Linked DNA regions of Mus musculus: all the other regions are linked to region 1. A link is a contact called in public ChIA-PET, HiChIP or PLAC-seq, Micro-C and promoter capture Hi-C data. All regions are on one chromosome and are shown on one strand. The core of a region is the stretch at or near the end of the contact, and the rest is flanking DNA. Distances in the headings are between cores, read along the strand shown. Region 1 holds the start of Setd1b (SET domain containing 1B). Region 2 holds the start of Ccdc62 (coiled-coil domain containing 62). Region 3 holds the start of Vps29 (VPS29 retromer complex component). Region 4 holds the start of Gpn3 (GPN-loop GTPase 3). Region 5 holds the start of Arpc3 (actin related protein 2/3 complex, subunit 3). Region 6 holds the start of Anapc7 (anaphase promoting complex subunit 7). Region 7 holds the start of Atp2a2 (ATPase, Ca++ transporting, cardiac muscle, slow twitch 2).

Region 1 (4,216 bases), core at 560-3,059:
CGCCTCACTTGCCCAGCAGTTAAAAAAAAGAAAGAAAAAGAAAAAAGAAAACAAAAAAAGCATGCGGGCGGGCCTAGGAAGCAGAGGATTAAATCGTTTGGAACCTGGAAGTCCTCTGGGTTCGAAAGGAAAGGGGAAAAAGAAACAGTTTCTCTTTCCCCACCCCCCTATTCTGGCCTCCTATCCTTGCTGCTGGATCCCAGACGACCCTCTGGTCTAGGAAGTTGTCCCCTTTAAAGCCAAAGGGTTGGGAGGGGGGCGGGTCCCTGAGCCAGGGCCCTGGGTGCGCAAGGACCCAGGTGGGGACCGGGAGCCCCCAGCTCTGCCGGCATGATACAGTCTCAGTGCCCTCGTTACAGTTTCTCCGAGTGTTATTTTGTTTACAGTGGCCCGGAGGGGACACCCCTCTCCCCCCTCCCCGCCAAAACTTCCCAGTCCTGGACGGCGGGAACTAAGAATCCGGCTGGGCTTGGTCAGGACTGGCGTTATTTTCGAACTCGGGGAAGGAGGGGGGGAGGGACCATAAGACAGAGAGGAGGGGTCCTACCTTGAATTTGGGCACAGACAGCTCCAGCTCCTTGTTTTTGGTCCAGATTCCGACCACCCGGGGATCTTCCACGATCTCCACCGGGCGGTTGCTGGACATCTGTGGGCAGAGACAGGGGGTTCAGTATAGAAGGGCTGGCACCCTCCCCAGGGGCAGGGGCAGACCCCCCCCCCTCAAGGCACCAGTCCCACTCCAGGCTGAGGGGAGGGAGTCCTGGCTGACAGTTGGCCCAGGTAGCTGGAAGAGGGGTCCCCCTCCGTTCGCCTCTTGTCTGGGGGCTCCACCGGGGGTGGGTGGGGGTGGCGGGAAGGCGCGCCGGCTACTCACGGCCAGGCTGAAATGCTGCCCATCGTAGCGGTACAGTTTATGGTGCCCCTTTTTCAGAGCCGGGTCAATCATCAACTTGTAACTTCTCCAATGGTGGTTCCTCCTCTCGCCCGAAGGGCCGGGCTGCGGCGGGGGCTGCTGGTGGTGGTGGTGGGGGTGACTGTTCTCCATGCCGTTAACCCAACCTGAAACCCAAGCAAGTTGTTGTCCTCTCCGACGCTTCTACACATTCGCCCGAGAATCCAATCGGCTGGCCCCCACCCCCCTCCCACCTTACCAGCGCGCCCCGAAAGCTTGTCTCGCTGCCTCTCCCCCCCCCCCCCGCCTCCCGAGGAAAAAAAATCTAAGAATGGAGCGAGAGAATAAACCCTTTCCGGAGGGTTTACGCGCCCGCCCGCTCGGCCACCGTCTCCGGCTGGCAGCGAGGGGCTGCCCGGGGCCCCCGCTGCGGGCTGGCGCGGTCCGGGACGCACGGAGGACGCGGGCTCCGGCCCATGGTGCCGCCAGCCGCCCGGCGTGGCGCTCGGCCCGGCTCGGGAGCGGGGCGCGCGGCAGGGCCTGGCGTCGCCCGCCCGGGCGGGGGCCGGGGGCTCGGGCTGCCCGGCTCCTCTGACCGCGGCCTCTCTCTCTCTCTCTCTCTCTCTCTCTCCTCCCTTCCCTGCGCCGCGCTTACATCCCCGCCGGGCGCCGGCCTCCCTGCGCCGCCAGCCAGTACATGGTGTCCCCCGCGGGAGCCGAGGCCGGGGCGGCCGGACCGGGGGCCGGGATGGGGGGGACGCCGCCTTAGCGGCTGCCGGGCCCCGAGCTGCCGCTGCCCTTGCTGCTGCCGCCGCCGCTGCTGCTGCTGCTGCTGCCCGGGAGGCGGCTGGCGGCGGAGGCTCGGCTCCCAGTAGCCGCACATCCCACAATACACCGCTAAGGAGCCCGACCCGAGTGCTCACCCTCCTCCTCTTCCTCCTCCTCCTCCTCTTCCTCCTCCCCTCGCCTTCCTCGCCGCTTCCCCAGGCACTCTCCCGGCGGCGGCAGCTGCGCCGCCAAAGCCCCGGGCCCCAGCGGCCCCCCACCCCTCACTCGCGCGCTCCCACACTGCCTCCCCCCCCTTCCCCGGGGGGAAGGCCTTTTAATTTATTTATTCTGCTGGGACTGAGGTGGGGGGCTTGGCTGACGGGGGAGAGGGGGGTCTCCACGGCTTCTATCTCCCCCGCGGCTGGGGCTACCCTTCCAGCTACGGAAGACTCCACGGTGTGCGCCCCCAGGGCCTCCCAAACTGTTTCCAAACTGCCCAGGCCGGTGGTGGACGCGTGGAGTCTCGGCGAAAAGGGCTGGGTTTCGAGTGGGGGGTGATCGTGTGTATGACTACTAGAAGCCTGGAGGGGAGGCAGACGTCGACCCCAAACGAGTTTGCAATCGAGGTATCTCCGATCCCGCTTCCTCTTTGGCCCGCACGCCCCCTCCCTCCCAGGAGCTGTGCTGGGGAAGGGAAACCAAGGTTTGGAACCACACTAGCCTTCACATTCCTGGGAGGATACAACCCTCGCCTGGACGGGGAAGATAGCTCTTTCTCTTTATTTTTTCGTTTTTATTTTTTGCCTTTCTGTTTTTATTTTTGGAGGGGAGCGCCCAGTAATTGTCTTGAACACATGCTTCTCCCTCCCTCCTTCCTCCAGCCACCAGCGACAGAGAGTCCCCTTTTTTGCATTTATCATTTTCCTTCCCCTTTCTTTATTAAAGGTCCGGGAGTGGCGGCGGCCAATCAGCGCTCGGCTTCCATTTTGTGAGTTCAACTCGTAGGCTTCCCCGGCTTTTCGCGTGGATCTGGTTGCAGACGCCCTCGGTCTCTCTTCTCGGGCTGCCGAGGCGAAGCAGCCGCCTCGCCGGGGCTTCGTGGTGGTGTATTTCATATTGGGGCTCTTTTCGGGGTTTGTAATTTGGCCGTGGGTAGGTAATTGGCTGGAGCAGGGCGGCAGGGTGCGGCAGCCAATCAGCGCGCGGCTTCTATAGGGCTTGAGTTATTAGACGCTGATCTCAAAACATCCTTCATCAGACTCCAAGGAGAGGCCAACAGATGAGGGAGCCATTTTTCTGCAATGGAATTAAATGGCCAAGTGGGTTTTTCCTTTGTTGCAAATGGGGAATGCTTTTCCTTTGACTCCACCATCCAGTTCAGGACGCCTGAATGTGTTTAACATTTGCCAAAGGACTCACACTTGGAAGAATGAAGACCTTTTAAAAAGATCTGGATTTTTCCTTATGACTTGGAATCCATCTTTGTCTTGTATAACTAGGTCATAGCACACTATTAATGTCAGCAGTTAACAGTTTTGAATTCAAAAAAACCTAAGTAAATGACATATTTAATTTTTTTCCTTTTTTTTTTTTCTCGGGTGGGTGGGTGGGAGAGCTTGGAGCTGTCTTAATCTGTATTCTCTTGACTGAACAATAAATTTTTAAATATAGTTTCCTCTATTAAACACTTAAGCCTGACCATCTTATTAATTCTATTTTTTAACAAGGTAATGTTTTAAATGTATAGTTGTAGCGAAACGGCAACAATAACAAAAAAACTGTGAGCTGTTGTTACTGTTAAATTTTCTAAAAACCTTTTACATTGTAAGTACCCAATCCATTCTGTCCTTAACTGCACTGCCGTTCTCGTGTTACTGTCGCCTGAGATGTCCTGAATTTTCGGAAGCTTCATCTGCATGTATGTCTTTGTCTTTGTCTGATGTAAGTCAGTTAAAATGCTTTTAGACGTTTTTGCTTCTATAAAGCTACGATTTTTTAGCTTCGAGCTTTTTGGAAAAAAAAAAATGTTTACAGCCATAGTTGCTATTCAGATTTCTTCCCAGTAGCTCGTACACTCTTTGAAAATCGATCTATTTGAAGAAAAACAGCTGTTTTTCTCGAACTGGGTGTGGGGTGGTGGAGGGTAAGAGAAAGGAAGACCTTTTGTATAAAAAAAGACTGAAAGCCGCCTCTGAAAACTAGATTAAAACTGGAAAACAAGCCCTTAGCCGGTTCAAGCCAAACACCTACGTTGAGTCGGTGGTATTTTCTGTGGCGGTTGGGATGGCTGGTTTTGCCTTTTGTTTTGATTTGACTTGTGTTTTCGCCTTTTGTTTCTTAATGACGATCACACCATTGGTAAATCCAGAGCACTAAACAGCCCTCAGCGAAGCCGCCTTTTTGCCAGCCCAACCCTGGAAAGTTTGCAGTCGTGGAAGGAGCAGAAATACCACGAGTGTAACTTACAAAGAAGGTAACAAAGGGACACCAGAACCCCAGGTTTCCCCCCAACTAAACAACCAAACATCCCCCACCTCCCAAAAAAAGACCTGTTAT
Region 2 (4,216 bases), core at 664-3,163, 790 kb before region 1:
CACCCACACACACATACACACACATAATTTAAACAATAGGCCAGGCATGGTGGTGCTTACAAGACAAAAATTACCTATAATCTTTCTTGGTTATTATTATCACTATGTTGTTGTTGTGTTTTTGAAAGAACTTCTCTGTAGAGCCCTGGCTGCTCTAGAACTTGTTCTGTTGACCAGGCTGGCCTTGAACTCAAGACATCCGCCTGCCTTTGTCTCCCAAGGGCTGGGATTAAAGACGTGTACCACCAGCATCTGGTTGTGACTAACCGTTTTAAAGTCCAATGTATGTCACGTCCTATCAACCTGAATCTGGAGTTGGCCACATCATGGTTATATAACCTTAATGAGGTTACCTGGCATCTCCCACTCTCAGTCTTTACCCGTAAAAGGGTAACGGCAGTACTCTTAGACAAATGCCCTATCACTGAGCAATATCTACAGCATTTGTTAATTATTGTTACTTCTGTGTATGAGTGCTTTACTGCGTGTTCATCTGTGTATCTTGCAGGCTCAGTGCCTGTGGAGGTTGGAAGTTGCTATCAGAACTGCTGACATTAATGAGTAACAATAGGGGGGCCCTGGGAATCAAACCTAGGTCTTTTGGAAGAGCAAACGGTTCTCTTAACCAACCATCAAACCATCTCTCTAACCTCCACAGCCTTTTATGGAAATAACCTTTTGAGACTTAGTCTCACTAAATTGCCTTGCCCAGGGGCTCACTCTGAGTCCTTGAAATTTCCAGACTCCACAATAGCTGGAATTACAGACCTATAGTCGTCATAAGTGCCTGGAGTATAGTAATCACTCAGCATTAGCTATCATTATTATTATTAGTTACAGTTAGACAGGGCCTTGCTATGCAGCCCTGTCAGTTTTGCAAACTGGCCTTGAACTCACAGAACTCAGATGCCAGCCGGGCGTGGTGGCACATGCCTTTAATCCCAGCACTTGGGAGGCAGAGGCAGGTGTCGGATTTCTGAGTTCGAGGCCAGCCTGGTCTACAGAGTGAGTTCCAGGACAGCCAGGGCTATACAGAGAAACCCTGTCTTGAAAAACCAAAAACCAAACCAAACCATACGGTACAGAATTATGTTCTGTTTTTGTGTAGGAAAGGTGGGGACTGAACTCGCCCCATGCGTGCAAGACAACTCTACCACCAAGCTAAGCGTAGCCCCCAAGTTAAAGATATTTAACGTTGGGATATGACGGCTCACACGGATATTCTCAGAACTCAGGAGGCAGGGGGAGTTCAGAGCGATGCCAGCATGGTCTACCCAGGGCGTGGAGGGCACGACAAGTTCATAGGGCAGTCATGTATATGATTTCGGACAGTACTTTGAAAAAGACTTATAATGACTTTCAGTTACTAGTACCTAAATACACACACAAAAGAACTTGGAATTCCAAGTCACAGTACCTGGATTCCAGTCTATTAGGGGTGGCAGCGGGGGGAGGGGGGGACGGGGCTCAGTGGAGGTAACCAGGTAATAAACCCATCATACAAAAAGTGTTCGTGTCACCCTACACTGATACGTTAAGTGCAATCCTTGGGCAAATTCACTTTCGAGACTGTCAATGGGAAGGAAGAAGTCGGTCCACTCGCTAGGCTACTGTTAAATAAGCGAGGGAGGGCAATGTCCCTGCCAACGTTCAACAGCAGCGCTCCGGTGCTCGTGCCTCGTCGCTGGGTCCCAGCTAGGGCCGGCCTCTCGGCGCCCTGTCCCGGGGCGGCGGCGCTCACCTGGCGCCGGTATAAGGTCGCCGAAGGGTTCATGGATGACTCCCCCGCCCCCAGAGAGAGTTGGTGCCAGCAGCGGGTCACCTCCGAGACGCCATAGGCGCACGGCCGCAGCGGCGGGGGCAAAGCCACAGCCCAGGACGGCGCGCCCTCAGAGCTACGCATGCGCGCATGCGCACTCAAACCGCCGGGCCAGCCGGCGGGCCGCACTCGGACGTTGCGCAGGAGTGATGCTCTCGCGAGACTTGCGCCTGTGCTCGCTCGCGGATCAAGAACGTGAACCTATATTCATTCCCACGCCGGAAGCCTTCGGCCCCTCTAAGGTTCCCAGAGCGTCGCAGCGGGAAAGACGAAGTGAATTAAAAGCCGTTTCTAGGTCCCAGTGATCCTGGGTCCCTCCCTGTGGATGTTTAGTCTGAAGAACCGGGCCGGGCTCTCAGCACTGGTCTGAACCAAGATCATTGGAGACAGAGGGTCTGCCAGTCAATCGATCATCGATCTGCTCTTAGTAGTGATGAGAACCGTGACATGTTATTATTTTTTAAAAAGATATTTTAGTAATTATATCATTAATATATATAATATATTTACTATATGTAAGTACACTGTAGCTGTCTCCAGACGCCCCAGAAGAGGGCGTCAGATCTCATTACGGATGGTTGTGAGCCACCACGTGGTTGCTGGGAATTGAACTCAGGACCTTCAGAAGAGCAGTGAGTGCTCTTAACCACTGAGCCATCTCTCCAGCCACATTTACCATAATACTGCTGGATCCCGCGGAGAAACGACGGAGACCTACGGGAATTCTGGGTCTCATTATTTCCATGTTTGTGCATTCCCGCATCAGTGCAACTTCCAGAGTCTCCCTCCAGAGGCCTTCCATCATCACCTTTGAGGCAGGTCCACCACTTATGCCAGAAGGGCTATCCAGCCATCCTCTTCCCAGGCTCTAGGATTTCGGCCTTTCGTTTTATGGTTGTTAGGGAGTCAGAAGGGGGTGGGGGCAAGCAGAATAACCCTGGACCCTAAGAGCTATTTCCACCCAGGCCTGACCACCTGAGAATTATCCTAGGATTCCACAGTGGAAGGAGAGAATTCAAAGTTGTTTTATCTCTGCACACCAACACACACTCACACCAAAATAAATGAACTTAAAATTATATGTGTGCTAGGGATCGAATCTCTGTCACCATCAGGATGCAAACTCTTTACCACATGCTACAGACCTAATAAAAATGTAGCAAATGAGTGGCGCACACCTTTAATCCCGGCACTCAGAAAGCAGAGGCAGGCGGATTTCTGAGTTCAAGGCCAGCCTGGTATCTACAGAGTGAGTTCCAGGACAGCAAGGGCTACACAGAGAAACCCTGTCTCGAAAAACTAAAAAGTAGCAAATGAAAAAGCAAAAAGATTAAAAAACTAGCCAGGTGTTGATCACACCTTAAATCCTTAAATCTCCGGAGTCAGAGGTCCTAGTTCAAGGCCAGCCTGGTCTACAGAGCAAGCTCTAAGACAACCCAAACCCAAAACAAAACAAGATTATGACAATTAGAATTAAAATCAACCTTTAAAACTAGGGGGAAGGTTAAATTTCAAGTGAAAGGAAAAAAGTCACATTATCAATAAGGGCAATTTTAGACTACTTTCTAGCAGTAACACCTGCTGATGATAAGGATAAGGGTTGAAAATGCATTTTTCAAGAACTGTTTCAGGTCTGGAGAGATGGTCTCAGTGGTTAACAGTGCTAAGTGCCATTCCCAGCATGCAAATGGGCAGGCAGCTCACAGCCACCTTTAACTCCAGCTTCAGGGGCCCCTACAGGTTCTTCTAGCTTCTGTTGGCATCGTACCCAAAGGGGGCACAGTCTGTGGACACTGACCTGTCTTCCATGAACACCGAGGGTGTAGTACCTATACCAGGACTCTTACAGCACCAAGAAACCACCACCAGAATACACACTGGATAGCCATGACTGGTGCACTTGATTTGCCAAATGTCCCCACTTAGCCAAATTCAGTTAGCGAAGAATTTCATTTTTAACTTCACTCTTATTTTTTTTTAATATTTATTTATTATATACAGTGTTCTGCATATATATCTGCATGTCAGAAGAGGGCACCAGATCTCATTACAGATGGTTGTGAGCCACCATGTGGTTGCTGGAAATTGAACTCAGGTCCTCTGGAAGAGCAGTCAGTGCTCTTAACCTCTGAGCCATCTCTGTAGCCCTTAACTTCACATCTTTATTACACATTTTATTCTAAGACTTTAAAGCAAACAAAAAAAGCATCCTTTCATTCAAGGAAGGATGTTTTCACATAATGATTTCGTGGACTCTACATTCTTGAAGGAATCTTTAACAACTTGTGTTTGTGACGCTACAAGCATGGTAGGTAAGCACTTCTGCCCAGCTACATATATTCCCACACTTAAGGCATTTAAAAGATAAAAGACTTTCACATGTTAACACCTGATTTT
Region 3 (4,216 bases), core at 716-3,215, 790 kb after region 1:
GTATATATGTGTGTGTGTATGTATATATATACACATACATACACACATATATATATTTATTTATTTTATGTTTGAGGTTCTAGTATTGAAAAATCACACTCCAGGGTAAGTTATGTGCTATAGAGGATATTACTAGCTGGAGTACTTTATCATGTGACAAAAATGTCAAGATCAAGCTCTGTGTGGTGGCACACTCCTTTAGTGCCCACTCTCAGGAGACAGAGGCAGGCAGATCTCTGATTTCCAGGCCAGTAGGGCTACATCGTTATAACCTGACTTAGGATGGAAGAGATGGCTCAGCAATTAAAAAGCACTTGCTGATCTTTGAAGGACCCGGATTTGGTTCCCAGTACCCGCGTGGCACCTCACAACTCCCTGTAACTCCAGTTCCGGGGGATCCGAAGCCCTCTGGTCTCCAGTAGCTCCTGAACTTGTTTGGTGCACATAAACTCATGTAGAGACACATACACAAAAATTCAAAATAAAAATTTAAAAGAAACGTGATGCCCAGCATAGCAACTGCCCTTAAACATAAGCGTTCACCCCTCAAAACGACTTCAGAGACATGAATATGCAATCATTCCAGCAAATTCTTCTTCCTTGCAAGTGTCTCCAAATTGCCATCAAAGAACTAGTCTACTTTAAACTGGAGTCTAAAGCAAAATAATTCTCTTTTAGATGCCAAAATCCAGTGAATTTAAGCATATACCTTTGGAACGGCTTATAAAGCCACCTTTTTTTTTTTCTTTTCCATTTTTTATTAGGTATTTATCTCATTTACATTTCCAATGCTATACCAAAAGGCCCCCGTAGCCACCCACCCCCACTCCCATACCCACCCACTCCCCCTTTTTGGCCCTAGCGTTCCCCTGTACTGGGGCATATAAAGTTTGCATGTCCAATGGGCCTCTCTTTCCAGTGATGGCCGACTAGGCCATCTTTTGATACATATGCAGCTAGAGTCAAGAGCTCCGGGGTACTGGTTAGTTCATAATGTTGTTCCACCTATAGGGTTGCAGATCCCTTTAGCTCCTTGGATACTTTCTCTAGCTCCTCCATTGGGAGCCCTGTGATCCATCCATTAGCTGACTGTGAGCATCCACTTCTGTGTTTGCTAGGCCACCTTTTTAAAAGGTTGTCTGCACAAGGATAATCTGTGAAAAACGCAACGCGTGCCCAGCAGCCAGTGAGGTGCCTTCACTTTAACCTTCATCAGGACAAACAGCAGTCCCCCCCCCCAACTTTAGAGAGCAAAGAGTGCCTTCGAAAATCGGATTACAAGGACGTGTCTGCACAGAAAAGTCGTAGGGACAGCAATCTATTGGGGGGGACGGGCCTAAAGGTCTGATGCAGACTGGGTAAGCTAAGGCTCTCCGAACAACCCCGCGCATCTCCGCAGGCTCCAAACGATCCCCACGACATCGCTCAATGGGGCCGCAGCGGCCACAGGAGACGAGCAGTCCCCTTTCCGGGTCCCCGTCCGGAGTGGCGGCCAGTGCGACGGCTACTTCGCGCTCTGCCCCGAGGCCGGCTACCCCCAGCAAGCCGGGAAGGACCAGGAGGGAAGAGACGTGCGGTCACACCGACTGCCGGAGCCGATCTCGTGACCGGGTCCGGCCGCCGGGTCCGCCTCGCACGCCCTCTGGCCGCTGGGGCGAGGGGGCGACATCAGGCCGAGCCGCACCCTCAACCAGCCGCGGTCCTCCCGTTCCAACTCCGCGGCCACCCGGATCCTCCTCGCGCCCCCACCCCACTCCCTCAACCGGACGCCGCAGCATCCCGGCCCCACCCGGGTAGCAGCCGCCGTGGGGCTCACCATCCTGTCACCAGGGCTCCGTTCAATCACCACGAACGCCGCCGCCCTCTTCCTCAGGCTCCTCGGTCGACCCGCCCACTTCTTCCGCCACCAATGAGACGCGAAGTTGGCAAGAGCCTGTCTTACGGGGGCCCGTAAGGGTCATTTCCCGTCAAGGGAAAAAAAAAAAAAACCCGGCGCTGCAAGAAATCGCTCGTGGGCGGGGCAAAGGAAAGGCTGAGCTCGCGGAAAGTGCGGGGGCAACATCCGGGCACCCGCGGCTGGCGCGCTTGCGCCCTCCATGCCTGCTCTGCCCGTAGCCATGCTGAAGTGCGGGATGACGGGCGGCCAGGTGAAAGGTGGAGCGGCCATTCTTGCTTTGCTACTTAGAAGAGGGAAAAGTCTAACGCCTCGTGCAGGGTTTATCCATCGTCTTCTTCGGCCTCCTCCGCCATTCTTCGCCACGACTGAAGCTGCCATAGCGCGCCTCGCGAGGGCCATGCTGGGCTTCGAAGAGCATGCCAGCCCCGTTCCATTTGATTTATGTCCAGGGTTTAATTCGGTGACCGAGAAAAGAATTGTGCCATTGGGCCTTAAACTCGGATTGAGGAGGGCTGATGTGGAGAGAATTCAAGGGGGGAAATAATACTTGACCAGCAAAAGTATTTTTGAGCTGTGGGAAAACCAACCTGCTGCTTTATTCGACATTCTGCCGGAGACATTTTTTTTATTGTTGTTGGGTTTTGTTTTTGTTTTAATATATAATCTCGAACAATCCTCTCTGTCCCTCAGTCGAAAAATGAGACTAATATTAGCCCCTTCGTTGATAGAGGTTGTTAGAAGCATGGGCTAAATAAAAAGTCCATGTAGTGAGATCAGAAATTAGAAAGACTGTGTGGAGAACTGTATAATACATAGCCTTATAAGGGGGGTGGGATGCTTGGGCTGGGGACCGGGTTTGTGTGTAGACAGACCAAAGAAGGGCCAGTGTACCATCCCCCTTCAGAGGTTGGGAGAACTCAAAATGAATGAGAGCATTAGCACGGAAATTGGCTTGCAGGAGAAATAATGTTGAATTTTATGTCGATGCATATTTATTGAAGTCTTACTGTGTATGTAGGTAAGGGTATACGGCATTTCCTAATGTAAATTAGTCTATAAAACGCTGTGTGGATCGGCTGAGTAGTTTAACTCCCAGGTGTATCTTGACCAAAAAGTTCAGTGTAATCACTTAACGGGAAATTGTTCGGACATATTCAGGAAAAAAGGATTTCAAACCACTGTTTCCAGCTCTGTGGCATCACATACAATTAGGACACCGTGTGGTGAATTCCTGTCATGGTGCCTCCTCTCATAGTGATGCACTTTGCTAAGGCTTGACACAGCATCAAAGTTGAGATCGTTATAGTCTAACAACATGTTAACCTAGCCTAGCATGTTGGAAGCCAAGATGCTCAATGCTGTTGTCGTATGGATAGCCCATGAATGGATGCAAGTGCTAACCACTTAGTTTCCAGCCTTTAGCCCAAGATCAAGCGTAGAGCAATTAGTAGAGCCAGGATGAAATGGGTTAGTCGGAAAAGGCCTTGAAGTTTCGGAAGGATGAAGTTTGCCAACAATTTTGGATAACTAGTGTTTTGATTGAGGAGTAGTCTTGTCTCTGTAAAACTAAAATCCCCTATTTCCATCTCAGGCAGTCTGACCCACAGGGCGCTAACACGCAACAGAAGAATCACTTGCATTTGACAGGCATGACTAAGTTGTTCAGTGGATCCCACCGTCCTTTCTGGTTTTCACTTGAGTCCTGTGCATACAAGAGTAGTCTTGTGGTTTGTCTTCACTGCTTGGGAAGAATGTGAACGCACCTTTCTTTTCCTCCATAGTATTTGGGAAAGCAGTACAAACGCTATCACGAGTGAGCGATGAGCTGTGGCTAGACCCATCCGAGAAAGGTGTAAGTTAAAAGGCCTGCTGTGTCGAAAACCAAACCAAAAAAAAAAAAAGCCAGGTGTGCCTCAAATCCCAGCACTTGGGAGGAAGAGGCAGTGGGGTTTCTTTGAGTTTAAGGCCAACCTGGTCCACAGAGTAAGTTCCAGGACGCCAAAGCCACACAGAGAAACTCTGTCTCAAACCCTCCCCTACGGGTCAAGAAACACAAACAGACAAACGAAAAACAACGACAACAACACAAAACAAACCAGGTGTGATGGCACAGGCCTATATTCCCAGTGCCAGGGAGGCAGAGCTCAGCCAGCTATATATCAAGTGTGAGACCAGTTTGAACTACGGGAAACCTATTTTACATGCCAAGATAAATTAAATTTAAAAGAATGTTAAGTGACTGGTTCATATATTAAAGCAAGAGAAGATGTTTTAAAAGTGCTAAGTCCAAGTGAAGTGTGGTGGGTAAAATCGAGAGCA
Region 4 (4,216 bases), core at 760-3,259, 770 kb after region 1:
CCTGAGCCTCACCTTTTTAAATTTTTTTTATTTTCTGGTTTTTCGAGACAGGGTTTCTCTGTGTAGCTCTGGCTTTCCTGGAACTCACTTTGTAGACCAGGCTGGCCTTGAACTCAGAAATCCACCTGCCTCTGCCTCCCAAGTGCTGGGATTAAAGGCGTGTGCCACCATGCCCGGCTGAGCCTCACCTTTTTTAAGCCAGCACAGGTGCTATTTACTGTGGACAAACCATCTTACCCCCAACTCACCAGAGTAAGCAACAAGGGGACCAGAGGGAAAGGCAGGGAGGCAGGAGCCCGCTCACCTTAGAGTCTCCCAGCAAAGACCAGAAAAGGAGGCCATGGCATCCACACCCACAAACACCACCATGAAATGGCCCGTGGCCTCATCTTGCTCCTCCTCACCCCGGGGCTGAGCACGTGAATAACTGAGCAGCCGGCTTCCAGTGCCTTCTGAGCTTTACGGTGCCTGAAGAAGGTGGCCCTGCCGGGACTTACCGGCCATGACAGGGTAGTTGAAGTGTTCTGCCGCCGGGTCCAGGTTGACCACCTGGACAGATCGGTTGAGGGCTTCACAGTGCTGAACCATGGTGGAACAGTAGGTGCTCTGTAACGTGACAAGGTGGGGGGTTAGCACCCAAGGCAGTAGCGTACCGCCCTCCACATGCCCAGACAATTCTCCCCTCTCTGAGCCAGTGTCCACCCAAGCCAAACTGCACCTCCAGGGAAACCCTGGGAAGGCGATGAGACCAGAGCTGCAGATCTAGATGCAGGGCGTGGGCTCAGGATGTTTCTTTAACACAGTCTACAAATTAACGTAGGTTACAGAAATGACCTCCTCCACGCTCCACGCTTCCTTTTGACAGCCTGTTCTCTCTACCTAGGACAGCCCCACCATACAGATGCACTGTAACTGACAGGTGAGCTGTGTACCTTCCAGATCAGATGACAGGCCCTGTGGAGTCACACAGCCATCTCTAGTACTCTGAATATTGTATTTATTAAATATTAAAATGATACAAACACCTCTATAGACTCTAGGCATCCCTCAAATGTCACCATTGCCGTTTCTACTGTGCTTAAGTGTCCTTAGCATCATTCTCTTAATATGTACACAAAGAAACACTGTATCACACAAAAAAAATAAATATAAAAACTAGAGCCAGGCAGTGGTGGCAGACGCCTTTAATCCCAGCACGTGGGAGGCTGAGGCAGGCGGATTTCTGAGTTCAAGGCCAGCCTGGTCTACAGAGTGAGTTCCAGGACAGCCAGGGCTACACAGAAAAACCCTGTCTCAAAGGAAAAAGAAAAAAATGCCCACAAACAGTGCATATCTACAAACTTATCTGAAACCCATACTCCAAACTTCTGAGAAAAAGGGAAGAAAAGACCCCATACTGGGTGCGTGGCAGGGGGCCTTGTCTGGAATTAGACAGGGGAAAAAAAACCAAAAAAACAAAAAGACCAACAACCCAGACTCAGATTCCGGGGCGGACCTAAGTAAGCGTATGATTTTGAACAAAATAAACCTTTCTGTGTTTGTAATCTGTAGAATGGGTATAGGATCAAGCACACAGAATGGATATGAAGACACCTGGAACGACCAGGGCAGTTCCTGGAGCAAAGGTGTCCTGCAGCTCTGTCTGGGTGCTGGACAGAACTGAAGTCTTTTGGGAGGACAGAACAAGCTCTTGAGCGCTCAGCCCTCTCTCAAGCCGCTCAAGAGCTATTAAAGCTGCTATCACTCCCAGACAAACAAAAAAAAAAAAAAAAGCAAGGTACAAGCAGAGAGCAGGAAGCCGTATACCCAGGGTTTCCCCGGAGCCCAGCCACCCACGCACCGCAGCTCCTCCAGGCTCACCTTCCCGCTGCCCGCGGGGCCCATGACGAGCTGCGCATATCGAGGCATGCCGCCTCTCCGGGGGTTTCACACACAGCCGACGGCCACACTCCCTTCAGCCTTCGCGCGACAGCCACGGCGTTCCGGGGAATGTGCGTAGGAGCCAATCGCAACCACAGATCGCTCGTTCAGCACGGGTATTTACTACACCATAGACTACGGAGCGTCCCCAGGGCCAAAATGCCTTCCGAAACGCGTGCCGTGCTCAGAGAGGAGGCGGGGACACGAGTTCGTTCACGCGTGCGCAGAGAGAGAAAGAGAAAGAGCCGAGAGCCGTTATCGGTTGGGCCTCCGGCGAAGGCGGTTGCCTAGGTGATAGCGGATCGCGAATTACGCTCCGCGCCCCCGGGCCGCAGCACCGGTGCTTGGGTTTGACACATAGGGTGACAACCGAAGGTCTGCAGGTCCTCTGAGGGTCTAGAATACTGAGGTGGATAAGGAATACTTGCTTTAGGGTGCGTGTGGATGGATTTGCCCTGACGCGTCCTTGTCAGCGAGAGATGCCCAGGCGCAGGAGCCTGGTTACCTGAGGTTCCTCCGCCCTCGGGTCTACAGCTCCAGGAACTCGGGTCTTCCTCCGCACCATCCGGCGGCCACTTGAGCAGGGTCGGAGTGGGGAGAGCCGGAGGCCGCCGACTCAGAGCCGGTGTGGTGCACGCGTGTGGACGGGATGCCGAGCCGTTGGCCCGGGGTCGCGGGGCCGCCCGCCTTGGCCCGGACGGAAGGCGGTGAAGGGTGAGGCGGCCTTGGGAACCCCTGCCGAGGAGGCGCGAGACGGGGGGGGGGGGGGGGGGGGGGGGAGCGGGCTCTAGCGGGGCTCGGCTGCCGAGGCGGCCTCGGAGCAGGACAGAGACTGAGCTTTCGGGCTCCTAACCTGGCGGGGAGCCGAGGGTCCAGCCGCCTCGGGCCTGGGAAGGTTTTAACTGTCCCCTAGATGGCTGAGGACAGTTGACTTCTGATATCACAGCTGGATGCCATGCTTCCCTGTCCCCCTCCTGGCCTCCTTCCTTAAAAAAATCAAGAGGCGGGATGACTGGGATCCAACTAGGCCCACAATCATGGCTCTTGTAGAATCTGAATCCGTGGCCATGAAATAAAAATATATTTATGTTTATTAAGTACATTATTATTAAATGTACATTTTATTGTAAATATATATTTGGTGCTAAGACTTTTTTTTTTTTTTCCCCGAGACAGGGTTTCTCTGTGTAGCCCTGGCTGTCCTGGAACTCACTGTAGACCAGGCTGGCCTGAACTCAGAAATCCACCTGCCTCTGCCTCCCGAGTGCTGGGATTAAAGGCGTGTGCCACCACTACCCGGCTACAGGAATCAATTTCATTTTTTGAAAAAAGTAAAAAGACCAGATCCATGATTGGAAACAATTAACAAACCAGCGTACTAGTTCCAGCACAACGTAATTGTTCTTTCCAGGACAGAAATTACTTCTATTAAAGAACAAGAAAGATATCATGTGGCTAAGTACAGGAACCAAGCAAACTACAGGCTTGATCTCACTGTAGAATTAGACTAGGACGCTATGAGACCAGATTTACCTAAGTCCTTTCTGGTAAAGTAAATATTAGACTAGGGATCCAGCTTGGTGGTAGTAGAGCACTTGTATAGTGTTGGTTAGCCCTGAGTTCTATCTCCCAGTAACATACACACACTCACACGTTCATCCTAGTATGCTAAAAATCTGACCACTCACTTAGAAAAAGCTGTATTCTTTTTTGTAGCCAATCTAGAGGAGAAACTTGGTAAGACATTGATGGAAACAGGAAAAAGTCAAGAGCGTGTGCAGCTGTCTCTGTTTTCAGACATCCAGTCCAGCTGGGAGTGGTGCCGCACGTCTTTAATCCCAGCACTCTGGAGGCAGAGGCAGGCGTATTTCTGAGTTCGAGGCCAGCCTGGTCTACAGAGTGAGTTCCAGGACAGCCAGGGCTACACAGGGAAACCCTGTCTTGAAAAAAAAAAACCCAAAACATTCAGTCCTCAGTGGCTATGAGGCTGCCAGATTACATTATGCGTGTTCTTTGCTAACAGATCAGCTGGACATTCTTATCCCCAGAATTCCAAGGGCACTGGCGAGCAGCATAAAGCAGGTAATGCATGTGGATTACAGATTTGAGAGAACCCAGGTTCCCTGTAACTAAGTACACAGTGCAGTGTTACCAATCGGCAAAATGGCACAGCAGCTAAGGACACTTGTGGTCAAGCTGGACGACCTGAGTTCAGTTCCCCCAGAACCCACCGGGTAGGCGAGGACTCTCCTTTTGAGTTGTACTCTTTTAAGAGTTTCAAAGATGAGCTCTTTAC
Region 5 (4,216 bases), core at 883-3,382, 750 kb after region 1:
TAGTTTGAGAATGCTGGGAATTTCCCTCCATTAATGGTAAACAACCCTTCAAAAGCCAATATTCTATAAATCTGCCCCACCTACTAAAAACTTTCATGCCACATCATTTTTAGAAAACTGTATGCCTACATACTAGAAGAGGGCATCAGATCCGATTATAGGTAGTAAATTGCCCTGTGGGTGCTAGTAACTGAACTCAAGACCTCTGGAAGACAGTGTCATCCGGAGATGCGGGGGCTCATTTGGACAGTAACTCTGGGTCTTCACATATACTAACTATAGGAATCATGAATCTTCCAAAGCCAAACACGGTGATGCCGGACGGGCTTGTCATCCTGGCTACCTAGGAGGCTGAGGCAGGAGGATCACAACTACAAGGCCAGTCTGGGCAATTTTATAAGACCCCTTTTCAAAAGTAAAAAAGATGGGGGAATACTGCTCAGTGGTAGAGCATCTATGTAGCATGCCATGAGGCCCTGGGGTCAATTCCCCACTGCTACTCAAACACATGCACACTGTTCAAAGTTAGGCTTGCTCTCCTACTCATTATAAATAAGCCTTATTTATGCCAGCCTCTTGCCCACATCCCCGGGTCCCCTGTTCTCCCAATCCCTGTCACCAGGTACTGGTTTTTGTTTTTAGTTTTATTTTGCACATGACCATGCATGTGTACATGTGTGTGTGTGTGTGTGTGTGTGTGTGTGTAGTGTTCATGTTCACGTGTGTGCATATGTGTGCATGTAGGTATGTATGCTCATATCCACAGGTGGAGGCCATAGGTCTGTTTCTTAACTGCTTTCCACTTTATTTTTGAGACAAGGAGCCTCAGGGAACTCTACACATCCCCAGCTCCGAAACTGCAGACACGCTTTGCATGCCCTCCCCCCGCCCCTTCTGTTTTACTTGGGTGCTAAGCATCCAGACTCAGGTCCTCTCATTTGTACCACTGAGACACCTCCTCAGCCCCTACTATCTCTCTCTATATATATATTTATTTCCTGTGACATCGTCTTTCATTGAACCCAGAACTTGCTTATTTTTGGCTGGGCTGGCTGGCCAATAAGCCAGAAGATCTGCCTGTCCTTTGCCTCCCCAGAGCTGGGGTCACAGGCATGAGCTGCTGTACCTTGTGACCCCACCTCCTGCATGCAAGCCTCTTTTTTTTTTTTTTTCTTCCCCCATTTCTTGGGAGACAGGCTTTGCAGTTCTGTAGCCCAGGATGGCCTAGAACTCACTACATAGTCCACATTGGCCTGAACTTTGCCATCCTCCTGCCTCGGTATTGGGATGAGCGATAACTGAGCGATAGGGGTAGGCTAACTGCCATCTATCTGTTTTCGTCACAGCAGTTGTTAAGATAGGAAACTACTTCCTATGTGCATTTGCATGGTTACTGTCTACCCGTTAAACTGTGAGCTCCTTGAGTGGCCCTTAGTCGCTGCTGTCAACAATGCTGGCTTCACAGCGAGAGGTCAGTAACACTGGTTCAGTGTGGGTGCACGCTATTCAAGCGTCCCTTCGCTAAGCTGCAATCGGCATCAATTTCCTCCCACTCGGATGCACACGAAAAAGGAAACCAGCGCTGGCTCGGTGGTGGTCAGGGAGTCGGGTGGGAGTCAGAGCAGGGAGACGGAGGAAGGGGTCCATCAGGGAAGTGAGGTCTGACAGGTGACTAGGTAGCAGGCCGATCCCACTCCCTGGGGTGGAGGAGGAAGTGGAAATGACAAGGGGGAAATTTAAAAAAAAAAAAAAAAAAAAGGAGAAGCTGGACCTTAGACTTAAAAATAAATTAAAAGCCAGCCATCGTTCTTAGGTTCGAGGCTCTAGGGTGGGATCTGGGAACACGGCAGGGTTAGGGGGGAAGCGGCGGGGCAGGCGAGCCGGTGTTGGAGGCAAAGGCTGGAGATCAGGGCGGACGCTTCCTCTCTCCCCGGCCTTATGACACAGATCTCCTGCCACCCCTCGGACCCTCGCCCCGCTCGGCTCCCCGCCCCTGGGGCTCGAATGCTTACCGGCATCTTGACGGTGTCCGGATTCGATCCAGAGAAGCCGAACTCAGAAAGCGTTTCCGACGACCGAGCCTGGGTGGAGTGGGCGGAAGTAAGCCGGAAGAGGCGGGCGGAAGGAATAAACGCACTTCCGGTGACTTGCTCCGGCTGCGCTGACCGCAAGTGACGCCAGGGGGCGCGTCAGCGTGAGGCGATGACCGTGGCGCATGCATAAAGCACGTTCAGAATAAAAGGCTGGATTTTGAAATTGAAGACTCCCTCGCAAGTGGTTAATAATCAGCTCCCGGTTTTGTTTTTTGGGTTTTTTTTCTCATTTCCCGGCTTCAGCTTCAAATCCAGTACCACTCAGTCGCCTGATTTACCCTTCTGCTATGTCTAGTTTTTTACTTTTTTTTTTTTTTTTTTGGTTTTTCGAGACAGGGTTTCTCTGTGTAGCCCTGGCTGTCCTGGAACTCACTCTGTAGACCAGGCTGGCCTCTAACTCAGAAATCCGCCTGCCTCTGCCTCCCGAGTGCCGGGATTAAAGGCGTGCGCCACCACACCTGGCTTAGTTTTGTACTTTTACCACAATGCAAGGTGGGGGACATCAGTTCTCACTTTCCACCGTGATACTCTCGGAACCAACACAGTCTTCAGAAACACCTACACCCTGAGCCGTCTTGGCGGCCAATATTTTTTATTTTTCAATTTTTTCTTTGCTAAGAGTCGCATGAAGTCCAGGCTGGCATATACATATAAATGAATATGAACTGATCTGCACCCACTTGTGTTCAGGAATTACAGATATGTGCCCATCACTCCTGTTATTTTTATTTATTTTTCTTGCTTAGTTTTATGATGCCGACGGTGGTGTCTATCTTCCTTGTCATGTTAAGACAGTCAGGGACCACCACAGGGGTAAAGGAAAGAAAAGTCCTGAGCCTACCCCTTTGACCTGTCTGTCACCCACTAAATGTGTATATCATTTCTACTCTTTCAACAAGGTATGGTGTATGTCTTCCCAGATCATGGCAAGGACTAAGTGGTCATGAAAACCAAGCATATTATAAGGGCCTGAGTGATGCCACATGTCTGAGGGGATGACTACAAACCCACCACTGACACCCATCATATATGTATGTAAGTATGTATTTTGCCTCTCTGGGTAGCCCTGGCTAGTCTGAAACTTGCTTTGTAGACCAGGCTGGCCTTGAACTCTTGAGATCCACCTGCCTTGCCTCCCAAGTACTGAGACTGAGGGGATATGTAACCACCATACCCAGCCAACCACTTTTTGTTTTTGGACAAGGTATTAACTATGTAGCCCAGGCTGGTCTCTACAATGTCTGGCTTATACTCCCTGTTCTTTGTATGACTGCTGAGGAGCCAGGTCCTGGGGTTGAATCCTAGTTCCAACATGACTAGCTGTGTTATTCTGAGCAACTTAATGTACCTCTCTGTGCCTCTGTTCCTCACCTAAATATAGAGGCCTCAGTATTTACCTCATTGCTTAGGGAGGCTGAAATGAGCTACAAGAAAAGTATTTAGAACTAACATTAGACATGTTCTCTTTCTTGGGTTTTGGAGACAGGGTTTCTCTGTGTAGCCCTGGCTGTCCTGGAACTCACTCTGTAGACCAGGCTGGCCTCGAACTCAATAAATTTGCCTGCCTCTGCCTCCTGAATGCTGGGATTAAAGGTGTGCGCCACCATGCCTGGGAACCTGTTAATGGGAGTCCAGAGACCAGAGACCAGGATATTTTCAGCCATCCCGTACTCCTAGGCCACAGGCAGCTCAGCCCATTCCCACACCAGGCCTGGTGCACAGCCCAGCCACACTTGGCTCTTGCCCTCAGCCTTGGCCTCCAGATGCCAACGACTATGGATTCAGAGAGCCTCACTTGGCTTTATTGAAAATGGACCAAACTCAGCCCTATAGGCCAACATGACAACTTCTGACCTGAGGGCTATGAGGGCTGAATTAGCGTTACCAGGTAGACTGGTCACCAAATATCCAGGGAGCCTTGGGCCCTGTTGCAAGGATTCAAGGAAAGAAGTTATGGAAAATACTCTGTAATGTCACGTCTAGCTGGGCTTACTAAGATCCAGCCTCACTCTGCCAGAGCCTGGCCTTTGAGGGATGCTGGAGAAAGACCTTCTGGCTGGCTGTTCCCATGACCTGCACCACACCAGCTGCCAATGGACTCTCAAAAGCTCAATGTAATTCAA
Region 6 (4,216 bases), core at 1,102-3,601, 720 kb after region 1:
GACTACCAGCCCAGAGATGGTACCACCCCACAAGAGGCCCCCCCCACTTGATCACTCATTGAGGAAATGCCTTACAGCTGGATCTCATGGAGGCATTTCTTCAACTGAAGCTCCTTTCTCTGTGATAACTCCAGCCTGTGTCAAGTTGACACCCAAAACCAGCCAGTACACAATGACCATTTCCCGGGCAGAGCGATATCTTAGGTAACTGTAAAGGCTAGATCCAGCTGCAAGGCATTTTAGGTAAGAATTCTACCACTGAACTATGTTATCAGTCTTATTTTGTTTTTGGACAGTGTGTACACTGTCTCTTCAACAAATATCAAAACATAAAGGATGAAGGTCAGAACTTATCTGCTTCCTGTAGCTAAGAACTTGCCAATCTAACCTAACGTGGAAAAGCATGGGTTAGCCCAATTCAGTCTAACTAGAGGAGGACGCTCTATAGCGTTCAAACAGTGCTAGAACGTTGTCCCGACCCAAGAGTAAAGATTAGGGCATTATCCCCAACACAGGAAACCATTTGCTATGAAGCACCACTAAGATTCTGGGGAAAAGTCCTCAACATCAACACAGAAGGCTGACAGAGACCAGTGTCCCTCGTGTCACACTAAGAAGCTGGTGACCGGGCTGGTGAGATGGCTCAGTGGGTAAGAGCACCCGACTGCTCTTCCGAAGGTCCGAAGTTCAAATCCCAGCAACCACATGGTGGCTCACAACCACCCGTAATGAGATCTGATGCCCTCTTCTGGAGTGTCTGAAGACAGTTACAGTGTACTTACATATAATAAATAAAAATAAATAAATAAATAAAATCTTTAAAAAAAAAAAAAAAAAGAAGCTGGTGACCAAATGATGTGTGTGCCTAGTCGGTCCAAAGCACACTAATGAATTGGAGTGGGGGGTAGTGACTGAATTACAGGCCCCTCACAGCCCTTTGGCTGTCTCACTAGACTAGCCTCAGCCACGCCAAATGCAAATGTCTGCACGGAGTAGAAGGCTACTGTAATGTTCTTTGGAAGCACTAGACAGTGGTGGACTGAAATACAAACTATCTCCAATCATAGACAGATCCACTCGCTCCTCTATGTTCTCCAGGGTGTGATCTTGGTCGACCTACTGGACCTCCCTGTAATAAACACATTTCCTTAGCATTTTTTTTTGTTTTGTTTTGTTTTGAGACAAGGTTTCTCTGTGTAGCCCTGGCTGTCCTGGAACTCACTCTGTACACCAGGCTGGCCTCGAACTCAGAAATCCGCCTGCCTCTGCCTCCCAAGTGCTGGGACTAAAGGCATGCGCCACCACTGCCCGGCTCAGGCAGCGGTTCTAAAGTGAAGCCACCGGTGCCAATGCTTGCTCTGAGAGCGCTCGGGCAGGAGGAGAAATTAGAGAAAAGGAATGACTAGGTTGACTTGCGGAGCCACGTCGAAGAGTGAGCAATGATGGGGAAATTTTTAAGCAAGGCCCTTACAGGCAATTCAAGCCTACAACTGTCCCGGGCTTCCTTTGAGACGCAGTAAACCCGGCTAGATAGAACTGTCACTCCATCGGTAGTGTTTTGCCTAGCACGCCTGAAATCCCTGGTTCGATCCCCAAGGTCCACACGCACACTGAGAGCATGGTGGGGGTGTAAAACACCAGTTAACCCCCCCCCCCCAGCTTCTGGGAGGCGTAGGCAGGAGGGTAAGAAGGTCAAGGTCTTCCTTGACTACACACACACACACACACAGCCTGGGGCAGGCTAGCCTGGGCTACAGGAGACCCCTGTTTGTAAACACAACCACACAAAACCAGTCACTCCCCGGCGGCAATGTCGGGCCTTACATTAGACTGCCAGGGTTCCTTTTAAATTAAAAAAAGGCGCCACCGCGCCCGCCACCGATGCTCTCAGTCTCGGAAAGTGGGGTCCCCTCCCTCCGCTGGGGTGGCACCCCCACGGCTGACACTCGGTGGACTGGGTCCCCGGGACTCAGGGGACTTCGTCGTTCTGGAAGGAGCCAGAACTCCGAGGCCACCGAGGCCGGATCCCGCGCAGCCCTCCGCGGGACCACACCGTCCCCCCGCCACCGCCAACCCCGGCTCCCGGGACCGCCACCTCCCCGCCTCTCCAACTCACGGGTTGTTGTTACTCATGGTGAGCAGCAGGCTGCTGAGGAGCCGCACGTTGGAGTGCAGTCCCGCAGCCGCCATGTCCCGCACGTGGTCTATCACACTCATCCTGCCCGGCAACACCGTGGCCCCCGGCGACACCGCGGCACCGGCAGCGGCGGACAGAACTCCCGGGAACCGAGAGCAGAGGCTCGGGGAAAGTTCCAAAATGGAGACGGCGCCGGGGTCCTTCCGGTCCAGACGCGGCTCCGCCCCCCGAAGATGGAGGTAGCCACGGACGTGCCTGAGTAAAAAGAAGCAGCGGCGAAAGGGTTTTCTCCATCATCATCATCTTCAAAGCCATCCCAGTAGGAATCGTAGTTTTGCTGCGCTAAAGACAGCCTGAGAGGAATGGATGCCTCGCGGAGGCTAGTAACAATGCACAGGAGTTCATCCTAAACACAGCGGAGGCGGAAAACGGACAGTTAAAAATTGAATTTTCGAATCAGGCGCGCAAGGGCTGGCTTTCTCCAACTACGGGAGCGTCCTAGGCGAAGGTGGCACGCCCCCCTCTCCTGGCGACTCTTGTCCCTGTCACTGGGAATAGATTCCTTGGTGCAAGGCATGGCTTGCCCGTCCAAGTGACCCGCTAGATCCAAGTGCGAAGAAAAGATAGTTACAGGGATGAGCTGGATCTCTGATCGCCCCACTGTCAACATCTCAAGCCTTTACGAACTCGTTACTGCATTGCATATTCACAAATCGCAATGCTGAAGCCATTTCCATAGAGGGAGAGAGCCGCCTCAGAAATTAAAACTGCATGCTCTTGCAGGGGAATTCGGTTCCTAGCACCTACCTGGTGGCTCACAACAGTCTGAAAGGCCAGCTCCAGGGCATCCGACTCCTTCCTCTGGCGTCTATGGGCACATACATGCATGTGGTGCACAGACATACACACTCAGGCATGCAGATACTCATAAAAATACATTGAAACAAACAAACAAACAAACAACAACAACTTGGATCTGGAGAGATGGCTCAGTGGTTAAGAGCACCGACTGCTATACCAGAGATCCTGAGTTCAATTCTCAGCAACCGCATGGTTGCTCAAAACCACATTTAATGGGATCTGATGCCCTCTTCTGGTGTGTCTGAAGAGAGCAATGGTGTACTCATATTCAATAAATAAATAACAACGTTGGCAGGGGGTGGTTTAATTCTAGCACTTGGGAGTTGGGCCGATCTCTGTGAGTTAAAGATTAGCCTGGTTTATAGGGTGAGTTCCAGGACAGCTAGGGATACGCAGAGAAACCCTGTTTGAAAACGCTTAAAACAAACAAACAAACAAACAAACAAATAAGTACTTTGAATTGTCAGTCCTTCTTTGCCGACAAGGAAACCAAAACTTTCAAATGTTGAAGCTGGGCAGCCTGAGAGTAAAACCACTTATCAGCAAGGCTAGTTTTGTAAATTCAATCCCCTGTGTGGGAGGAGAGACCTGACTCCTTCACGTTGTCCTCTGAGACAGCCGCATGTGCCTCTCACTCGCACAAAATAAATAACTACATGCAATTAAAATGTAAACAACTGAAGCTGTTTGCTTAAATTTGAGATTCAAGGCCATTTTTTAAAAAAGATTTAGTTATTTATTTTATGTATATGAGTATACACTGTAGCTGTCTTCAGACACACCAGAAGATAGCATCAGATACCTTTATAGTTGGTTGTGAGCCACCATGTGGTTGCTGAGAAATGAGTTCCGGACCTTGGAAGAACAGCCAGTGCTCTTAACCACTCAACCATCTCACTAGCCTATGACAAAGACATCTTGACCCCACGTGAGGAGTGGGTGTGGCAGCAGTCCCAAGAAGGTGCCCAGGACTGCAGCTAAGTCTTATGACTTGCACCTGACTTCCTCATACACCTGAAAATAAGCCACAACCTTCATGAGAGCTGCGCAGGTGCACCAGGATACTGGCGAATCCATTTTGGTGGAGACATGCCCCTGCTGCCCTGATTGGCTGAAGCTGCGTGCCTGGTGAGGTGATATGGCCTGCTGTGAGTGGATGGGGACTGAGAGTATATAAGAGTGAGAGGCCCGGGGTTAGAGAGAGAGAGATAAAGTTGG
Region 7 (4,216 bases), core at 530-3,029, 640 kb after region 1:
GAGGGGACTACAGAACAAAAGCCAAACCCAGTGAGCATCACAGACAAACTAAGAGAGGTCATGACCTTCCTACTCTCAGTGCCCCTTGCTGTAGGTACGACAGAACTGGAATCCAGCTAGGAGGGAGACCCACCAGCTCTCCATCCCTCCCACCCTCTCACCCCCCACCTCGCAGGCAGTCACCTGATCCTCCAGAAGAGGCTGTGACCTAACCAGTTTCCACCTTGCTTCTAGGGAGTGCATTGCTATACACTAGAATTTTTGTTTGTTTGTTTCGTGTAGGGTTCTGTTGGTCCTGTTCCAAGTATCAATCAGAACTGCGTGCCAGCCTCCACTCCTTGGAAATAATTAAATGAAGTGACGTACTTGATTTTTTTTTTCAGTCGGGTAAAGCACCATGATTTGCATCTGCTGAAGGAATCTATCTTAAGTCTTGAGGCGGAGCCTTGTGGGACGTCTCAAGTGATTGGGGGGGGGGGGTGGCGTTGCTAAACACTCAAGAAGATGAAATGCTTTATTTTGCAATCTATGCCCTTCATGAAGCCGCATTTTGTGAAGATATTTGCAAATTCAATGCAAAGGGCCTCCTCCCTGTTAAGTATGGCTTCCCACATTCCTCTGCTTTTTAAATTTATTTTGTATGTTTTAGACAAGGTCCAACGTGGAAGACTGCTCCTAAACTCCTTCAGTGTCTGTCCATGACCTTGAACTCTTGATCCCGTGGCTTCCACTTCTGTTCGTGGGATCACAGGCGGGCTCCGTATAGCCTCTTTATATTGGCAAAATTACCTTGCATGCTAGGCTCTGTACAGACCTCACAGAAACAACAGATGATCTGTGGTTTAAGAATAGATTTGGGATTGAAGGCTCCTTCTCTCGCATTGGGGGAAGTGGAAGTCTTATATAGCAGCCATCATTTGGAAGCCAAAGCCAAGCCACCTAGCATAGCTGCTACAGCATAACCTGTGACTTCTATGCAGACGTGTGTCAAAGGCTGTGTGAGCTACTAAAAACGAAATAAAACTTCCTCCTTCCTCCCCCAAGAGTGGGATTCCCTGTCGGGGCACAGAACCCGCAGGGGAAGGAAGGGCTGGTGTTGGCGTGCGATGGAGATGAGGCTTTCGGCTGGGGGTGTGGGATGCGGTGTTCCCGAGGCGACAGATGAGCGCTTTTGGCTGTGTGGGAAGGGAACTGCGGAATTCCTCCCCTTGGTTGCTGAGGGGGGCTCTGAAGGAGACATTAGGATGCAGAGCACGGCTCGCGCTGCCCAGGACGCGGAGGCAAGCCAAGGACACCAGTGCGAGCGCGCCTCGGCCCCCCTGCGTTCCCGAGCCTCCCTGCCAATGCGCGGTCCCAGCCAGTCCCCAACCTCAGCGGCAGGGCAACCAGCACAGAGCGCCCACCCGTGAACTCCGCGCTCTATCCCCGCGCGCGGTCGATACGGGAAAAGCCGTGGCCCCGGAAAAGTCAGGCTCACCCTCCGCCCGCGCCGGTGGCCGCAGCGCATCGAGCACAGCGTGGACGCAGAGGTGGCCCTGGCCCCGTGCGCGCGCACAGGCGCCGCGCGCGGCCTCGATCCGGGTTCCTGGGGGGCGGCGCGCGGGAGGAGGCGGGGCCTGCTGGCGGCGTGGGCGCGCGGTGCGCGCGCGCGGGAGGGCGCCGGAGGAGGGGGCGGGGCCGCGCCGCCCGCGCCGCGCTGGGGGCTCTCTCGGCCAATGAGCGGCGTCCACATGCCGCGGCGGCGGCGAGAGGGGAGGCAGCGGCGGATAAATGCTATTAGAGCAGCCTCCGCGGAGCCGTCCCCGACGCCGCCACCTCCCGTCTCCTCCGCCGCAGTTCCCTCCGCCGCCGCTGTCGGGGGTGCAGAGCTGAGGGGCTCGGGCCGGCGCGCCGCGCAGCTCCTCTCCCGTCGCCTGCCTCGCGGTTCCCGGCGCCGAGGGCTCGGCCCGGCGCCGCTCCTCATCTGCGCCCCGTCTCCTCGGCGCAGCGCCCGGGGCCTGCGCTGCCCGCGGCCGGCTGGCAGCTGCTGAAGCGACCCACACTCGCGGCGGGGCGGGAGGCTCGCAGTCCCTCGGGCGGGCTCGGCGAGGCCGGGCCGCGTGCGGCGGTTTCTGGGGGAGGGGGCTCGGGTGATTCAGCGCCCCGGTCAGGCGGAAGCGGCCGCCGCCGCCGCGGAGGAGGAGGAGGAGAAGAAAAAGGAGGGGACAGCTGTCCGCGCCCGGGCGCCCGCGGTGGCACGAGCCCGCGGCCGGAGTGCGAGGCGGTAGGCGAGGAGGCCGCGGGGACGCGAGGCGAGGCCGGCCGGGGCCCCCGCAGCCATGGAGAACGCTCACACAAAGACCGTGGAGGAGGTGCTGGGCCACTTCGGGGTCAACGAGAGCACGGGGCTGAGCTTGGAGCAGGTCAAGAAGCTCAAGGAGAGATGGGGCTCCAACGGTAGGTGCGGGGCGCCGGGGCTGCAGCGGCGCGGCGCGGGCCCGAGCGCCAAGGAAGATGGCTGACCCGGCTCCACCTCGTGGGGCTTGGCTCGGCGCGGCGCCCGACGGCTGCGAGAGGCCGGGCGGTCCACGCGCGGGTCTGGGCCATCGCCGACCTCTAGGGGTCTCGAGCCGGTGACCTTCCCGGCCGGCGCTCAGCGAGTCGGATTGGGGGGGGGGGAGAGGGAGTGGGAAGGAGGGAGGAGGTTCCTGCGGCTGGGCTGAGTCCCCCGCGGATTTATGAGGCGTCGATGTTGTTGAGAAACCCTCGGACCGTTTCTTGTGCTCCCCAAAGTTGCACATCTGGCAGAAGTGATGACCCAGCTGAAATGACTGCATGGTCCTGGAGGCCGGAGAGGGCTTACGGGCAGTTCCGAGGCCACTGATTACCAGGGCTGAATAATTTTCTCGGGGTATCAAAGTGGAGACAGATTGTTGTACGTTCATACACCTATATCCGCCATTCAGACAACGATGGTGGTGAATTTAGCAGTTTTTAATAAAAGCGCTAATACAATATCTTCATTTTTCTTTCTGCTTTCCTCCTGACACGTTGCTGTCGAATTTCGGCCTTCTAGAATTGCCGGCTGAAGAAGGTAAATAATATTAACATGTTATTTTGGAGAGATGATGTGTGCAGGCTGATTGATGTGGACAATTGAAACAAATGGTTTGTTTTTTTTTTTTTTTTTTTTCCTTTCCTTTTCTAACAGGAAAAACCTTGCTGGAACTTGTGATTGAGCAGTTTGAAGACTTACTAGTTAGAATTTTACTGCTGGCAGCATGTATATCTTTCGTAAGTATTTAAAAAATTATTTTGTCTCCCCATAAAAGTTGAAAGAATTTCGTTGGGACACCAGAAAATAAATAATTACCATTGAGTTTCCGTGTTTAAAAACAAACAAACAAAATAACTCAAGAATTAGAGGGGGGAAAATGATAGAAGCTGTTTTGCTTAGGTTACAGTGCAGTGAGAGGTGACCCCTGACTGCGCAGGGTCTCTGGAATTCTTGTGTCTCACCAGTTTTTAGTATCAGAAAGTTCCTCACTCTAAGTCCTTTTCTGTTGGGGTTCTTCCATTTGTTATCATGTTGTAAGATCACACTACGATGATGTTGGGCACTCTGTAAATAGATCGTACAAAAGGAATATTCCAGTTGCTTTGCCTTCCTGGTGGTGGCAAGGTGACAGTTGTTCCTGACAGTGACAAGAATGATGACGGCAGTGATGGCACCACTGTTGACCAAATTTGGTCACTGACCTCTAGGGTGGCATCTAACCTGGACCCCTGTCTTGAGTGATTCCTAGAGTAAGAGAGCAAAGTTCAGTATTCTTGGTTCTAAATATTAAAGAGGGAATAAAGGTGAAGGTGGGGTTTTTGTTTGTTTTTTTTTCTTTCTTTCTTTCTTGTTCTGTATGTGCTTGAGCCAGTGTGGTTGCTAAGAAACTAGAGAAATGCAGAGAGAGACCTGCCTAAGAAAAGCTAATGGGGACGGCAAGGGTAGTTCTAGGTTATTAACATTTTACTCCAGGATTTTTTTTTCCTGGGCAGTGGACCTTATAGTTTCTTTTAAATGGTGATAATGGTATGCAGATGTTCTTAATCTTCATAACACACGCCAATTTTTATTCTTAGAACATTGTATTCTTATACTGTGATAGGAAGTGAAAAATCATACAGTACTTGTCTTAGGTTTCACAAAACTGATAACTGTATGGTTTCAATTATGTATTCACAC

What was found. Hi-C and Micro-C count contacts between places; a contact is called where the count stands out from the background. ChIA-PET counts read pairs in DNA pulled down with a chosen protein or histone mark. HiChIP or PLAC-seq counts read pairs in DNA pulled down with a chosen protein or histone mark. Capture Hi-C pulls out chosen DNA fragments and counts their contacts.
Region 2: a FOXA1 HiChIP or PLAC-seq map of pancreatic cancer cells shows a contact between it and region 1. The contact joins the promoter of Ccdc62 here to the promoter of Setd1b in region 1. A contact is called at or near these places in 2 of 115 datasets of contacts at active chromatin or transcription factors (kidney and pancreatic cancer cells).
Region 3: a contact with region 1 is called in an RNA polymerase II ChIA-PET map of memory CD8 T cells, with 58 read pairs. The contact joins the promoter of Vps29 here to the promoter of Setd1b in region 1. A contact is called at or near these places in 3 of 115 datasets of contacts at active chromatin or transcription factors (bone marrow-derived macrophages, memory CD8 T cells and trophoblast stem cells) and 1 of 9 other capture datasets (pancreatic islet).
Region 4: a promoter capture Hi-C map of pancreatic islet shows a contact between it and region 1. The contact joins the promoter of Gpn3 here to the promoter of Setd1b in region 1. A contact is called at or near these places in 1 of 39 promoter capture datasets (hippocampal neurons), 4 of 115 datasets of contacts at active chromatin or transcription factors (bone marrow-derived macrophages, extraembryonic endoderm stem cells, pancreatic cancer cells and 1 more) and 2 of 9 other capture datasets (liver and pancreatic islet).
Region 5: a contact with region 1 is called in an H3K27ac HiChIP or PLAC-seq map of embryonic stem cells, with 8 read pairs. The contact joins the promoter of Arpc3 here to the promoter of Setd1b in region 1. A contact is called at or near these places in 3 of 484 Hi-C or Micro-C datasets (CD8 T cells, LSK cells and granulocyte-monocyte progenitors), 3 of 115 datasets of contacts at active chromatin or transcription factors (bone marrow-derived macrophages, embryonic stem cells and memory CD8 T cells) and 1 of 9 other capture datasets (adipose tissue).
Region 6: a contact with region 1 is called in an RNA polymerase II ChIA-PET map of memory CD8 T cells, with 6 read pairs. The contact joins the promoter of Anapc7 here to the promoter of Setd1b in region 1.
Region 7: a Micro-C map of embryonic stem cells shows a contact between it and region 1, with 3 times the contacts expected there. The contact joins the promoter of Atp2a2 here to the promoter of Setd1b in region 1. A contact is called at or near these places in 1 of 39 promoter capture datasets (cranial neural crest), 5 of 484 Hi-C or Micro-C datasets (B cells, the HL-1 cell line, cardiomyocytes and 1 more) and 5 of 115 datasets of contacts at active chromatin or transcription factors (embryonic stem cells, extraembryonic endoderm stem cells, heart atrium and 2 more).

Annotation. Positions count from the first base shown.
Region 1 is chr5:123,139,786-123,144,001 of GRCm38.p6, reverse strand. Setd1b (SET domain containing 1B) reads right to left here and starts at 1,809. Exons shown (of 17, transcript NM_001040398.2): 1 at 1,548-1,809; 2 at 875-1,059; 3 at 548-646. The coding sequence starts at 1,045. It also overlaps a transcript of Rhof not described here.
Region 2 is chr5:123,928,386-123,932,601 of GRCm38.p6, reverse strand. Ccdc62 (coiled-coil domain containing 62) reads right to left here and starts at 1,913. Exons shown (of 13, transcript NM_001134767.1): 1 at 1,742-1,913. The coding sequence starts at 1,903. Denr (density-regulated protein) reads right to left here. Exons shown (of 8, transcript NM_026603.4): 8 at 3,770-4,216.
Region 3 is chr5:122,352,077-122,356,292 of GRCm38.p6, reverse strand. Vps29 (VPS29 retromer complex component) reads right to left here and starts at 1,965. Exons shown (of 4, transcript NM_019780.2): 1 at 1,817-1,965. The coding sequence starts at 1,819. It overlaps Rad9b (RAD9 checkpoint clamp component B), which reads left to right and starts at 2,088. Exons shown (of 13, transcript NM_001382853.1): 1 at 2,088-2,154; 2 at 3,679-3,749. The coding sequence starts at 2,118.
Region 4 is chr5:122,370,301-122,374,516 of GRCm38.p6, reverse strand. It overlaps Gpn3 (GPN-loop GTPase 3), which reads right to left and starts at 2,009. Exons shown (of 8, transcript NM_024216.2): 1 at 1,861-2,009; 2 at 498-606. The coding sequence starts at 1,908. Fam216a (family with sequence similarity 216, member A) reads left to right here and starts at 2,175. Exons shown (of 7, transcript NM_026883.4): 1 at 2,175-2,634; 2 at 3,944-4,002. The coding sequence starts at 2,570.
Region 5 is chr5:122,389,794-122,394,009 of GRCm38.p6, reverse strand. It overlaps Arpc3 (actin related protein 2/3 complex, subunit 3), which reads right to left and starts at 2,132. Exons shown (of 7, transcript NM_019824.4): 1 at 2,013-2,132. The coding sequence starts at 2,018. Gm32853 (a long non-coding RNA gene) reads left to right here and starts at 699. Exons shown (of 4, transcript XR_387695.4): 1 at 699-1,471; 2 at 3,014-3,128.
Region 6 is chr5:122,420,579-122,424,794 of GRCm38.p6, reverse strand. Anapc7 (anaphase promoting complex subunit 7) reads right to left here and starts at 2,351. Exons shown (of 11, transcript NM_019805.4): 1 at 2,117-2,351. The coding sequence starts at 2,217.
Region 7 is chr5:122,499,788-122,504,003 of GRCm38.p6, reverse strand. It overlaps Atp2a2 (ATPase, Ca++ transporting, cardiac muscle, slow twitch 2), which reads left to right and starts at 1,779. Exons shown (of 20, transcript NM_001110140.3): 1 at 1,779-2,436; 2 at 3,056-3,073; 3 at 3,191-3,273. The coding sequence starts at 2,319.